Regions from separate parts of the Zea mays genome. Here region 2 is linked to region 1. A link is a contact called in public Hi-C data. All regions are on one chromosome and are shown on one strand. The core of a region is the stretch at or near the end of the contact, and the rest is flanking DNA. Distances in the headings are between cores, read along the strand shown. Region 1 holds the start of LOC110366356. Region 2 holds the start of LOC100193154.

What was found. A called contact is a pair of places that touch in the nucleus more often than the background predicts.
Region 2: a contact with region 1 is called in a Hi-C map of leaf, with 4 times the contacts expected there. The contact joins the promoter of LOC100193154 here to the promoter of LOC110366356 in region 1. A contact is called at or near these places in 7 of 25 Hi-C or Micro-C datasets (bundle sheath, ear, leaf and 1 more).

Annotation. Positions count from the first base shown.
Region 1 is chr5:73,855,810-73,862,147 of Zm-B73-REFERENCE-NAM-5.0, forward strand. It overlaps LOC110366356, which reads right to left and starts at 3,288. Exons shown (of 5, transcript NM_001351848.2): 1 at 1,596-3,288; 2 at 1,347-1,500; 3 at 1,078-1,225; 4 at 745-990; 5 at 1-501. The coding sequence starts at 3,219. The coding sequence ends at 241. It also overlaps a transcript of LOC100281308 not described here.
Region 2 is chr5:74,680,380-74,686,717 of Zm-B73-REFERENCE-NAM-5.0, forward strand. It overlaps LOC100193154, which reads left to right and starts at 2,443. Exons shown (of 21, transcript NM_001358667.1): 1 at 2,443-3,931; 2 at 4,695-4,988; 3 at 5,077-5,331; 4 at 5,438-5,570; 5 at 5,655-5,794; 6 at 5,880-6,338. The coding sequence starts at 2,501.

The DNA.
Region 1 (6,338 bases), core at 2,038-4,537:
TCACTGTATCCTTATCCTGGCTGTTGCTGAACTAGCTATTATCTGGATCGATTCCTCTCAGTTGAAAAGGCGAAAGATGGCGTGGGCCCTTTATTTGATGAGAGATCCTGTCTCGAAAACTCATTTGTACTACTCATTGTTGGTAGATCTCAAGGATTAATCCCTGCAAGGCTGCAAGATGCATCTAATTTACTCACTTACTTGCAACACGCATCCATCCAATTTACCGACAAGATGGTATCACAAGCGTGCCACGGCTCTGTCCAGCAGCTCATCGCTTGCTACGGATGCAGTAGCACTCTTGGCCTTGCTGTGAGATTCACGGCTCGACTGTGAGCTTAGGTAGGAGAGGGACTGCAGCCACGACACGAGTACCGGCTTCCGAGTGACATCGTCAGACTCCGCGACATGGGTGTGCATGTCATCAAGGACCGCATCCTGGCCTTCCTTTGGTAGCAGGGTCACCAACTGTGCCAGCTCCTTCAACAGGTAAGGGAATGACTGCAAAAGAGAAGAAAACCTTGATAATAAAAAAACATAGAACGTGCCAAGTGAGGCTCCATAGCAAGCACACAAGAAACATTAGGCTACTTTAGTATATGCATTATTGTAGAGAAACCCTAAACTAATATTCTGCAAACCGACAAAGCATACTCTAAATGCAAGAACTGCGCTAACTAACAATTCTAGAGAACCATAGATCAAGCCATGAGGGGGAAGAAAATTGACCATATATAATCTAACCTGAATATCCACAAGGAAGATTAGTCTCAGCAACAGATCCAATGTTTTCTTACATGGATCTGTGCTCTCTTCCCATGACCTCCACAAGGATTTGTTCTGAACATTTGCAGTCTCACAAAGATCTTTAGCCTTGACAGCAAGGCTATGGATACAAAAAAGAATGGCAGCACTGCCTGCGGGAAGATGCCGTACAAGTGCTGCAACTCCTGATGCTAATCCGTCAAACGGTGTTAACCCAGGATAAGCCTATTTTTAAGATCAAGGTCAGAAAATAAGTCACATTACATTCCGAAATCGAATATAATATTGGAAAAATGATGCCAAATGAACTACCTCCAAAGATCTCTTGATGTAGTAAAAGGCAAGTCGCTCTTTCAAAGCTGCTCGATCATCCTGATCAGCATCACTGCCAGATGACAGGAACGATACCATCACAGAGTGTGAAGCACTTGTAACTTTCTCATTTGGATGTTGTAGATATCTTTTTCATGCTAAGGGTCATATCGTTTTTTATACTGAAAGTCTTGATAAACAAATAAATAATAATAAATAAGAAGACAACACAATAGAATGGAATGCAAAATAATAATAATAAAGGATACAAGAACATGATTGAGGCCAGTTTATCCTGCATCGTATGAACTGGAATGAGGCTAACACAAGTTGGCACAACCCGCAAGTAAAACAGCATGCGTGATGTCTGAACCTCATCTCTGTACCAGTTATATGTTGTTGGTCTATCCAAGGCCAGTAAATCTGTAACACACCAAACATGAATCTTAACCAACAGTTGCTAGCACATCATAGCAGTAGTCACGGCATAGCAGCAAGAGAACTGCTATTGAAATAACCTGGTTCACTTGTCAGTTCAGTATATGAAGGTATTGACTCGATGAACAAAGCAGTAGCTGCTACATTCTCTTGATTGGCAAGCACAGCACTCCGGACTGCCTCAGTGTACTCAGGGAGACGCAGTCGCCTAAGATGTTCCACACAAGAGAACGCCACCAAGATTCTAGCAGCAACCTCAGGTTGGAACCCCTCGGAGGACTTAGCATTTAGCCTGTGTTTAGCGACCTCGGCTGCAAAGACTACAACCATAAGAAATGAGGCCTCAGCATTCTTGTCAATCGCCGTAATCAAGCCATCCTGCTTCCCCCGGTGCAGCAACACTGCTGCACGAAGATGACGATAAATCTCCTGTGCGTACTCCCATACACAAGTTTCGACAAAGCTTTTAGCCTTGTCATTGGCATATGAATACTGGTTGCAAAGAACCCCAGTCACTGGGCCTGCCTCTTTGAAAAGAACACTATCAAGGTGTTTATTGACCTGAGCCTTGATAACCTCATTTGAGTTCCCTCCTGCGTTTTGGACCGACCTCCTAAGAAAATCAGGAAGTGGGAGGAGCTCCTTTAGCAATCCCATACAGACACACCGTAACACCGATTCGTGAAACGCGACCTGCCCACACCGTGACAGCCCCAATGCGACACACTGAACAAGGATATGCTGGTCATCGGCCGGCCTCCCTTCTAAAACAGCCCGCTCAGCTGCAAACTGAATTGTCCGCTCAGGCGCCTGCTTCAGCCGTGGATCAAAGTCCAACCGGTACCTAGCCGAAGCAACCCTCAGTGCCCGCAACCCACCGCAGGCCAACATCACCGCTGGTAACAGCACACAATAGTTCTCGCCCTCACACTCCTCCGGTGAAGTCATCTCAAAGAGCACCTGAGCATTCCTCATCTTCCTGGACTCGATGAATCCCATTACCAGCCATTCCATCAGCTTAAGCACCCGAACACCGACAGACAGATTCCCAGTCCTGCCACAGATCCTAAGCAAGGGCACAATGATCCTTCTGAACTGCACCTCGTCAGCAGACGCCAGCGCGTAACCAACCCCTGCAAGGGCGAGGTGGTCGACATCATCGATGCTCTGACCGCCCCGCTCCACATCTTCAAGAATGCGGCCCACAGCTACAACAGGGTCGTCGTCCTGGCCATCGGCAGGCTCACCGCTGCCGGCGGGATTCTTCGCGGTGGAAGCGGGTTCCCCGAAGCTGGCACGGCCCGGGAGATCCTTGGCGGAGGCGCGGGCGCCGAGGAGGAGGAGGCGAGGGGCGAAGGGGAGGGAGGCCGGGACGGAGGCGGGGCCGAGGTGCGGGGCAGCGGCGAGCAGCGTGGCCACGAGGCGGGGGTGTAGCGGGAGCAGTGGGAGCAGGAGCGAGGCGTGCGCGGACGAGAGGCGGAGCGCGCGACGGTGGTGGTGGAGCGTCTCTAGCGCGGCGAGTGCGTCAGCGGGGGAGGTGGAGTTAGGGTCGCGGAGGCGCGACCACGCGGTGAGGACGGTGGTGGGGGAGGGCGGCGGCGGAGGGGGAGGGGGTGGAGCGAAATTCGCGTGCTCGAGGTGGTCGAGGAGGGAGACCGCCGCGGATGCGGCGGCCGGTCCCGGTCGCGGCGGCGGTGTCGCCATGGCTGGGTTGCGTTGCTGGGAAGTGGGGACAGCCGAACAGGAGACTTGTGTGATGACTGAGGAAGACCCACGACACCGTCCGTATCCGTGTCCACTTTGCAAGGATAGGTTTGAATTTGCAAGTGTATTCAGCGATTTGTACTCTATCCGATTCAAATTTTAACTAATCCTAGTTTTTTTTTCTAAATCAAACCTGCCTAGCTTTAACTATGTTTATATAAAAAACATATTACCCAATAATTTCTATAAATTTTCAAACTCGAATACTCTTATATCCGTCCTGAATTAGACAGTCGAATTATACTTACAGCAAGACGAAATAGCGATTGAGACGTGTATTTTGTACATGATAAATCAATATTTCCTCATATTAACTATTTGCTGGGTTTCAGCAAGAATGCAAATTCAGCGTCACAAGTAAAACAGAGAAAATTTGGTTAATACAAAGGGAAGCTTGCCAAGACTAAACATTTCAGTCTGGTGCCAGCAAAACTGAGAAAATTCGGTTTACCTGACTCCAATGCTGCGCACCAGTCCCATGGAAACAAGTTCTTCCATTGCATGCCATGCTGTCTTCAATATTGTGCAAAGGGCGAGGAACTTAGGGTGTGTTTGGTTGGATGTACGTAGTGGAATGGGAGAGAGCGGTCACAGTTTTTATAATGTTTGGATGAGAGTCACGTAGGGACGAAGTAAATACCGGAGTAGTCTTTTTGTGGCGGCGTGATCCAAAAAAATCGAGGGGACGATGTCGCCCCCGCCCCATCCCACTTTGATCTCAAACCAAACATATCCTTACTTAGTTGTATGCCTAGTAGGGATGGCAACGGGTACAAAACCCGCGGGCATTGGTTTTATAAACCCATACCCGCCAGCAAATAGCAAACATGTACTCGTGCCCGCAACCCGCGTCGGGTACTGTATAACATCTGTACCCGTCACCCGTGGGTTTTATAAACCCGCGGGTGCGCCCGCGGGCGCAATAGACCCACGACACACCCGCGGGTGCAAGAGACCCGCGAACAAACCCGCGTGGCCGCCATACAACAAGTAATAATTTCAAACACAAGCAATTTCCAAATAGTCCCATACAACAAACATACAACAGCTCCAGTTCCATACATATATAGTTTACAACTTCCAAGACATCAGTTCATAGCAATAATAAATGTCAAACAAGTTATAGGATAACAATCACAAATTTAAGTTTAAACTAATCATCCGAAGCGATACAAGGATCCTCCTTCATTTCCTCTTCAATGTCTTCAAGACATGACCAAAAGCTATTAACATCCACATTATCTTCACCTATATTGTAAAACAAAATACATATTAGTATATAGAAAATTGATTCACTTAGAATATTAGCAAGGCACATTTCTTTACCTTTAAGAGCATGACGAAACTAACTTTGAGTGCACATCAAAGCTTCTAACATTTGTGGTGTGAGACGACTCCGATGCTCACTTAGAACCCTACCACTAATGCTAAAAGTTGATTCATAAGCTACTGTGGTTATTGGAATAGCCAAAACATCACGAGCAATTAACCTCAATGTAGGATAACAAGTACCAGCAACCTTCCACCAACCAAGTATATCGAAGTACTCATTCTCATCATGAGGAAGAGTTTCTTCTTCCAAATAGCGATCTAGCTCATTCTTGCTTTTCACAATGGTTGTTGTCTTTTTACTTGCAGCAAGTGATTTGAATATTGACAAAACAGCAGTTGCACTAATTGTAGTTGTAAAAGAAGCGCCACTAGATGATGTACCCACACACTCTTGATCAGATTGCAATAGGTACTGATTTATCAAATTAGTTAGCACTTCATAACTCTTTGAAACATATATCTCAGCTTCTTCCTCTCCCAACAAAGCAATATAACAAGCATGCAACATTGTCATCTTAAGGCGTGGATCAAGGATAACAGCAATAGCCATAAGTCCTTGAACATCAGTCCAATACTTATTGAAAGGGAAATAGGGTCACACCTTTTCCTAATTGATTTTGGTGGTTGAATTGCCCAACACAAATTATTGGACTAACTAGTTTGCTCTAGAGTATATGTTCCACAGGTGCCAAAGGTTCACAACAAACCAATACAAATATAAAAGAAAGGGTTCAAATCAAAGGAGCAAAGAAAACCGAGGCTGCCCTGGTCTGGCGCATCGGACTGTCCGGTGTGCCACCGGACAGTGTCCGGTGCCCCAGGGAGAATCCCCTCCAACTGCTAAGCTTTGGGTTTCTGAAAATGGCTCTCCGCTATAATTCACCGGACTGTCCGGTGTAGCACCGGACTGTCCGGTGTGCCAAGTGGAGTAACGGCTACAACGCCAACGGTCGTCTGCAAAAGGTGAACAGTGATCTACAGTGCGCGTGCTGCACGCGCAGAAGTCAGAGCAGGCGCAGATGGCGCACCGGACAGTGCACAGTGACTGTCCGGTGCACCACCGGACTGTCCGGTGGCCCCACATGTCAGAGCTCCAACGGTCGAACCCTAACTGTTGGGTGACGTGGCTGGCGCACCGGACAGTGTCCGGTGGTGCACCGGACTGTCCGGTGCGCCCGTCGATAGAAGCCTTCCCCAACGACCACTTTGGTGGTTGGGGCTATAAATACCCCCAACCACCAACACTTCAAGGTATCCAAGTTTTCAGACATTCCACCCAATACAAGAGCTAGTGCATTCAATACAAGACACAAATAGAGTGAATCAAAATCTCTCCAAGTCCCAATTCCACTCAAAGCATTAGTGACTAGAAGAGAGAGTTTTTTGTTGTGTTCTTTTGAGCTCTTGCGCTTGGATCGCTTTTCTTCTTCCCCATTTCTTGTTCCTAAGATCTTTATAATCAAAGCAAGAGACACCAAGTTGTGGTGGTCCTTGTAGCGGACTAAGTGTCCCGTTTGATTGAAGAGAAAAGCTCACTCGGTCTAAGTGACCGTTTGAGAGAGGGAAAGGGTTGAAAGAGACCCGGTCTTTGTGACCACCTCAACGGGGAGTAGGTTTGCAAGAACCGAACCTCGGTAAAACAAATCATCATGTCATCCGCCTTATTTGCTTGTGATTTGTTTTTTGCCCTCTCTTTCGGACTCGATTATATTTCTAACGCTAACCTC
Region 2 (6,338 bases), core at 1,193-3,692, 820 kb after region 1:
CATACAATAGAATGTAATAAATAAACAGACGTTCGACATAGGGGCTCACACCTACGACTAAGCGAGAAAGAGAAGGTAATGGTCGAGGCTACGGTCAACGAGCGATCACGTCACACGATTATAAATTAAAATACTCGTCTAAACAGAACAATATTAATTTGGCAATTGAGCTAAGCATAGGATACAGTCATGTTCCGTATTTAATCATCATAAGCAGATCAAAGTAGAATTAAAAAGATTGTCACGCGGCGAAACGCGCGACACAACACTTAAATTGAATTAAGACATAAACGATTCGTCACGCGACGGAGCGCGCAACGAGACATTTGCATCAATTATGAAAATAATGTCACACGTTGCGCGACGAAACGCACGACGACATACGTCATCTAAACTGAATTTAAAACGAAAACGTCGCACAACTGGACGCGCGACACCACACATTAATAGAATCTGAAATCAAACTAATTCGCTGTGCGGCAAAGCGCGCGACACAGCATGCTAAATAACCAAAATTAATCCAACTCGTCGCGCGACGAAGCGCACAACACACCACATTAATAAATCTGAATTTAAACTCATTCGTCGCGCGACGAAGCGCGCGACGCAGTACGTTCATTAAACTAAATTCAAAACTAATTAAACTGGAATTCGATCACCGCGCGTGCCGCTGGAACACGCTAGGCAAGCCGTGAGGGTCCGCGCTGCCGGGGAGGGGGGCAGGGGCGCGCCGCGGGGGGAGCAGGGGCCGCGCCGCCGGGGGAGCAGGGGCGCGCCGCGGGGGAAGGGGCCGAGGTCGCGCGCCGTGGGGGAGCAGGGGCCGTGCCGCCGGGGGAAGCAGGGGCCGCCGTGGGGGGAGCATGGGCCGCGCCACGGGGGAGCAGGGGCCGCCGTGGGGGGCAGGGCTGCGCAGGGGGAGGGGGCCGAGGCCGCGCCATGGGGGAGCAGGGGCGCGCCACCGGGGGGACGAGGCCGCGCAGGGGTGCGCGCAGGGGGAAACAGGGGGCGCACAAGGAAGAAGAAAGGGGAGGGGGAGAAGAGAGAGAGGGAGAGGGGAGGGGAGCTCACCTCGGGGTCCAATCCGGCGATCACCATCTCCAAAATCTAGGGCACCACGGGGGAGAGAGAGAGGTGGAGGAGAGGAAGTTGCTGCGCGGGAAAATGAAATGAGAGAAAGGGAGAGAAAGGAGGGGGGCGCACGGGGGAGGGGCAGGGCGCTAGGGGCACGCGGGCTAGAGCGGGCCGGGCTGGGCTGGGCCGCACCGCGGGTCAAAATCCCGCGGCACGCACAACCACAGATCGGTATCCAATTCACGAAATGAAAACCGAAACGAGACTAGGCGAACACGCGATTAAGCACGATATCAGACAACAGAAATATGATTCGGCATGATGCAACACCCATGTCAACTTAGGTTTTGTTTACACACGATACGGACACCAGTCGCTATACTGCTTTGAATTTGGGAAGGAGCGAAACGGGAAGAGAAAATAGAGTAACACCTGAATTTGGTGAGTAAAAGAAGAAAAAATTCTACCCCAAATTCAGGGTATTATACAGGCCGTATGTAGGCACGCCTCGAGATTGACCCAAGGGGACCCGCCACTCACTACGGCGCAAGGCATTAGCTGCAGAACTCTATCTCTCATGTAAAGATCGCCCTTGAAGTATAAAAGGGAGTCTCTCTTGTCCCTCTCCTAGATCGGGCAATGGTCTGGGAGTTAGGGAGAAAGTGGCTTGCAAGTGCTGCGGTCGGTGTAGGGTTTAAACATGTCATTAGGCAAAATAAATAGTCGACCCACTAACGAAGTTTTTTTTTTCAATTTTCTAAAACTTCTTTGAATTTTAGTTTGAATTCAGACGTGTATTTTGAAATTTGGTTTCAATGGTAATTCTTAGAATAATCCATACTATTTGCAAGAAAATTACCATAAAAAATTGTTAAAATTTACAAAATCTCTCAAATTCGAATTTCAAAACTGGTACAATATCCGAGCCGACCAATAAGCTGGATTTATCGAACGGTTTCACGACCCTTGCCTGTATGTATTGCCTTGATTTATGTCGTTTCAGAGTTGGGTTTGCTCACAACTCAGGAGTCGCGTTCCACGTTACATTTGTTTGGTTATATTTGTATTCAAATTAATTACAGTAGAATGTGTCAAAAAATAGTTATTTTTGTACTCTAACTCATTCTAATACTATATTTGAATTAAGATAAATATGAGTATATGACTGAGTTTTCTAATAGTCTCGTTATTTTTTGCCCATGGCCGATTTTCTTTCGGTCAAGCTTTTGGGTGCGTCGTCAACTAGAAGACCCATCTGGTCAACGTCAACGATAAGGCCCATTGGGGCTATGGACTCGAATGTATGGGCCTCGATCCAGTTTGTACCCGCCGTAATCATCATCAGTAAACGTACAGGCGCATCGCGAAAAAGCTCGCAAAATCGCAGCACACTAGCACAGAACCTTGGACGCGAAGGCGTCATACCCCGATGCCGGCGTCGTCGTCGCCGGCGATGGCGTCGCAGCATGCGCCGCCGAGGCGGGAGCTCGACCTCGACGCTTTCCTCCCGTCCTCTCCGACATCCTCCGGGGCCTCGGACGCCGACCCGGCCGACGATGACCACCGCCGCGCCGTCGACGACCTGCTCCGCCTCCTCTCCTCCTCAGACTCGGACTCCGATTCCGAGGAGTCTAGCCGCATCCCAAGCACCAGCATCCAGACGCTATCCCGAGTCCAAGCCCCGGCGCCTGTCGCTGAGCCCTCGCCGTCGCCTTCCCCATCCGCGTCCCCGTCCCCGAGGAGATCCGCATCGGCCTTGCCGTCGGAGACCCTCTCCTCCCTCGTCGCGAGAACCTTCTCGAGCAACGGCGCTTCCTCGTCGTCGAAGCCCCTCCCCTCGCTCTTCCGGGGCGTCCGCCCCAGCCCCAAACCCGGCGCCGCGCTTGCCGCTGCTGCCGCAGCGTCCCGCGCGGTCCTCACCCCACACGCCGCTGCCATCAAGTCGCGCCGATCAGTATCGGCGCCCGTGGAGAAAGTTCTGGAGGAAGAGGGGAGTGGCTCCGAAGGCTCCAAGGAGTTCCTTCCCACTGGGAGCTTGGAAGCAGAGGTAGAAGAGAAGGGTGATTCGGAAGCGGTTGCTGATGCGACCAAGCAAACTGCAGGTGGGAATGTGGGTGCGGAACTGGGAGAGGATAAACAGGCAGAAGTGGGAGGTGAAGAGAATGCTGAGGCTATAAAGCTGGTGGAGGCAAGTCCTCTGGATGCTCTAGCTGCGGAGGATTCCAGTGGGCATGAGCAAGGTAATGATGCCAATTTGGCGGAAACTGACCAAGTTGGGAATCAGATTGAGGCTGTCTATGAGGAAAATGAGGATGACCAAACTGGAGGTGATAATCATGTTCAATCAGGTCAGGGTATGGATCTTATTGCGATTGCTTTAGAGGAAAGTTCTGATGATGAACATGAATTTGAAAGATCTGACAGTATCTTGCAAGAACAAGTGGAATCTGGGAGCTTAATTGATAAAGTGATTGAAGATAGGGTAGAGCAGCTGGAGGCCAGCAGGAAGGCTGAGAACACAGAGAAGAAGCTGAAGGTGTCAATGAAACCGTTGGAGTGGGCAGAGGAGCTTGAGAAGAGGCAGGCCTCGTCTGGTCAACATTGGGAGGAAGGAGCAGCTGCGCAGCCCATGCAACTAGAGGGAATCGGAAAGGGCCCACCAGCTATCGGTTACATGCAAATTGAGATGGACAATCCAGTAACCCGTGTCATGTCCTCACCGTCATTTAGGTCAGACCATGGCTCTCCCCAGGTGCTGGCTGTTCATAGGAGCTATATAGCAATGGGCACATCTAAAGGTGCTGTCATCGTCATTCCAAGCAAATACTCCATTCATCAAGCTGATGATACAGATGCAAAGGTTAGTCATTGGTGCTGGAGCGAATAAGGCATGTTTGGTTCACACTAATTGGTATTGTTGTATATTTCGACTTAAAGATGGCATATTTGTTATGCACTGTCTTGGTGAAGTTCGAAATTGTTCTTTTAAAAAATATTTGTTGCTGTATATAACTAGGAGCCTTAACTTTCTTAGTCTATTGTCTTAAGGAAAAAACAGGAAGGGACCGAGAAGTACTGTTACATTTCTGATTCTGCTACCGCTGTATGTTGCATATGTCCATCATTCTTTAGATGTGTTCTTGTGATCAGAATAGCACTTTCTCTAAGAATTAAGTCAAGCTGACTCTGAATTTGATTTGCTGCAAAAAATATGGTGTCAGTTACTGCAGAAAAATCTGATACAAAGATAACATTTAGGTAGAATTTGCAGGAGTATCTCATATTGTAAATTTGGAGTAGAATATGCAACAAGTTCTAGGAAGGTGCTTAGGGAAGGGAACTCCATTGTTTGTTGTGGCCCTTTAATGGACTCCACACCATACATCAGTGTGCCATTGGAACATCACATTGTTTTCTTTTTCATTCTTGTTGCTATTATTTTTTCTTTAAAAATAACTCATTGATTGAATCGATGGCTGCACATGTAAATCGGAGGAACCCATATGCAAAATCTTGTTGGACGAACTTGGAGAAACTAATACCTGTTCTAGTTTGGTGGCTTAAAAGTTCTATAAATTATGTGAATCACTTTGCGGTATAAACACTTTTAAAAAAACTTTCAGATGCTGTTCTTTTGGAACCAAGGCGAGAAGACTCAATCACCAGTGACTGCCATGTGCTTTAACCAGCAAGGGGACCTTCTGCTAGTAGGATATGGTGATGGTCATATGACAATTTGGGATGTACAGAAATCTGCAGCAGCAAAAGTTATATATGGCGAGCATACAGCACCAGTAGTGCATGCTTGTTTTATCCGCCAATCTAAAGCCATCACTGGGGATTCAAAAGGGGTAGTTCTATTGCACACATTTTCCATTATCCCCGTAATTAATCGTTTAACTGTCAAGGGAACTCAGGTATGGAGAAACACTATTTCACTCTACTGTGCTCACTAGTTTTTGTGTTGAACATGTGGTCTGACAAAACCTTGCTACAATTTGGCAGCGTCTTTTTGATGGGAATACTGGAATTGTGCTCTCAGCCTGTCCTCTTGTAATGGATGAATCTTTTGGTTTTAGTAATTCATCTGCCCAGGGAAATCAGACAACTTCCTCCAGTGGTGGTCTTGGCAGCATGATGGGTGGTGTTGTTGGAGGCGTGGTTGGAGTAGATTCTGGATGGAAGTTTTTCAACGAAGGCTCTTCTCCAATGGAGGATGGTGTTGTAGTCATGTTTATTATGCATCAACATGCTCTTGTGGTATGAACCAATTACAATTTTGGAAACATGTTCTGTGATTTTAGTAGCTAGTATATGTGTCATGAATACTTATAATGAGCATAATATCATATTGTTTTCATGTTAGGTTAGACTCCGTACCAATATTGACCATGTTGACCATATTGAGACCTTCTCTAGACCAGATGGAGCACGTGAGGGCTCCATCGCGTATGCTGCGTGGAAATATACATCATATTTGAATGAATCGTCATCAGTAGGTAAAGTAGCCCTTCTTTCATGAGCATTGGCGCTTTCTTTAATGTGTATTTCAATTTTTGGGGACTAACATGATGATGCTATAGATGAAGAACGAGTGTCATGGCTAGCACTTGCATGGGACCGTCAAGTGCAAGTTGCAAAGTTTGTTAAATCAAAGATATTTAAACACAAAGAGTGGAAGCTTGATAGTTCAGCTGTTGGTGTTGCCTGGTTAGACGACCAGGTATGCAAAAGTTCCTTTTTTTGCTATTCATTTAATATTTTCTCTACTTGGTAACAAATTAAATTATACTCTCTTTTCTCTTCAGATGTTAGTTGTCCTTAATTTGAGAGGGCAACTCTGTTTATTCTCTAAAGATGGCAGTGAGCTTCGCAGAACTACCTTTGTTCCTGATGGCCTTCTTTTTGATGACACCATATTGCACCATGCACATTTTTTTAACAGGTTTGGTAACCCAGAGAGGCATTTTAACAGTTCAGTAGCGGTAAGAGGTGCTACAGTGTATATTCTTGGGCCATCTTTTCTCACGGTTTCCCGACTTCTTCCATGGAAAGAGCGAATTGAAGCACTAAAGAGGGCTGGCGATTGGATGGGTGCACTAGACATGGCAATGAGGCTTTATGATGGTCAGACACAGGGTGTTGTTGATCTCCCAAGAACGGTTGATTCTATTAGAGATGCCATAATGCCTTACTTAGTAGAGTTGCTGCTATCATATATAAGTTATGTTTTTGAATATATTTCAATTGCGCTGCCAAATCATACT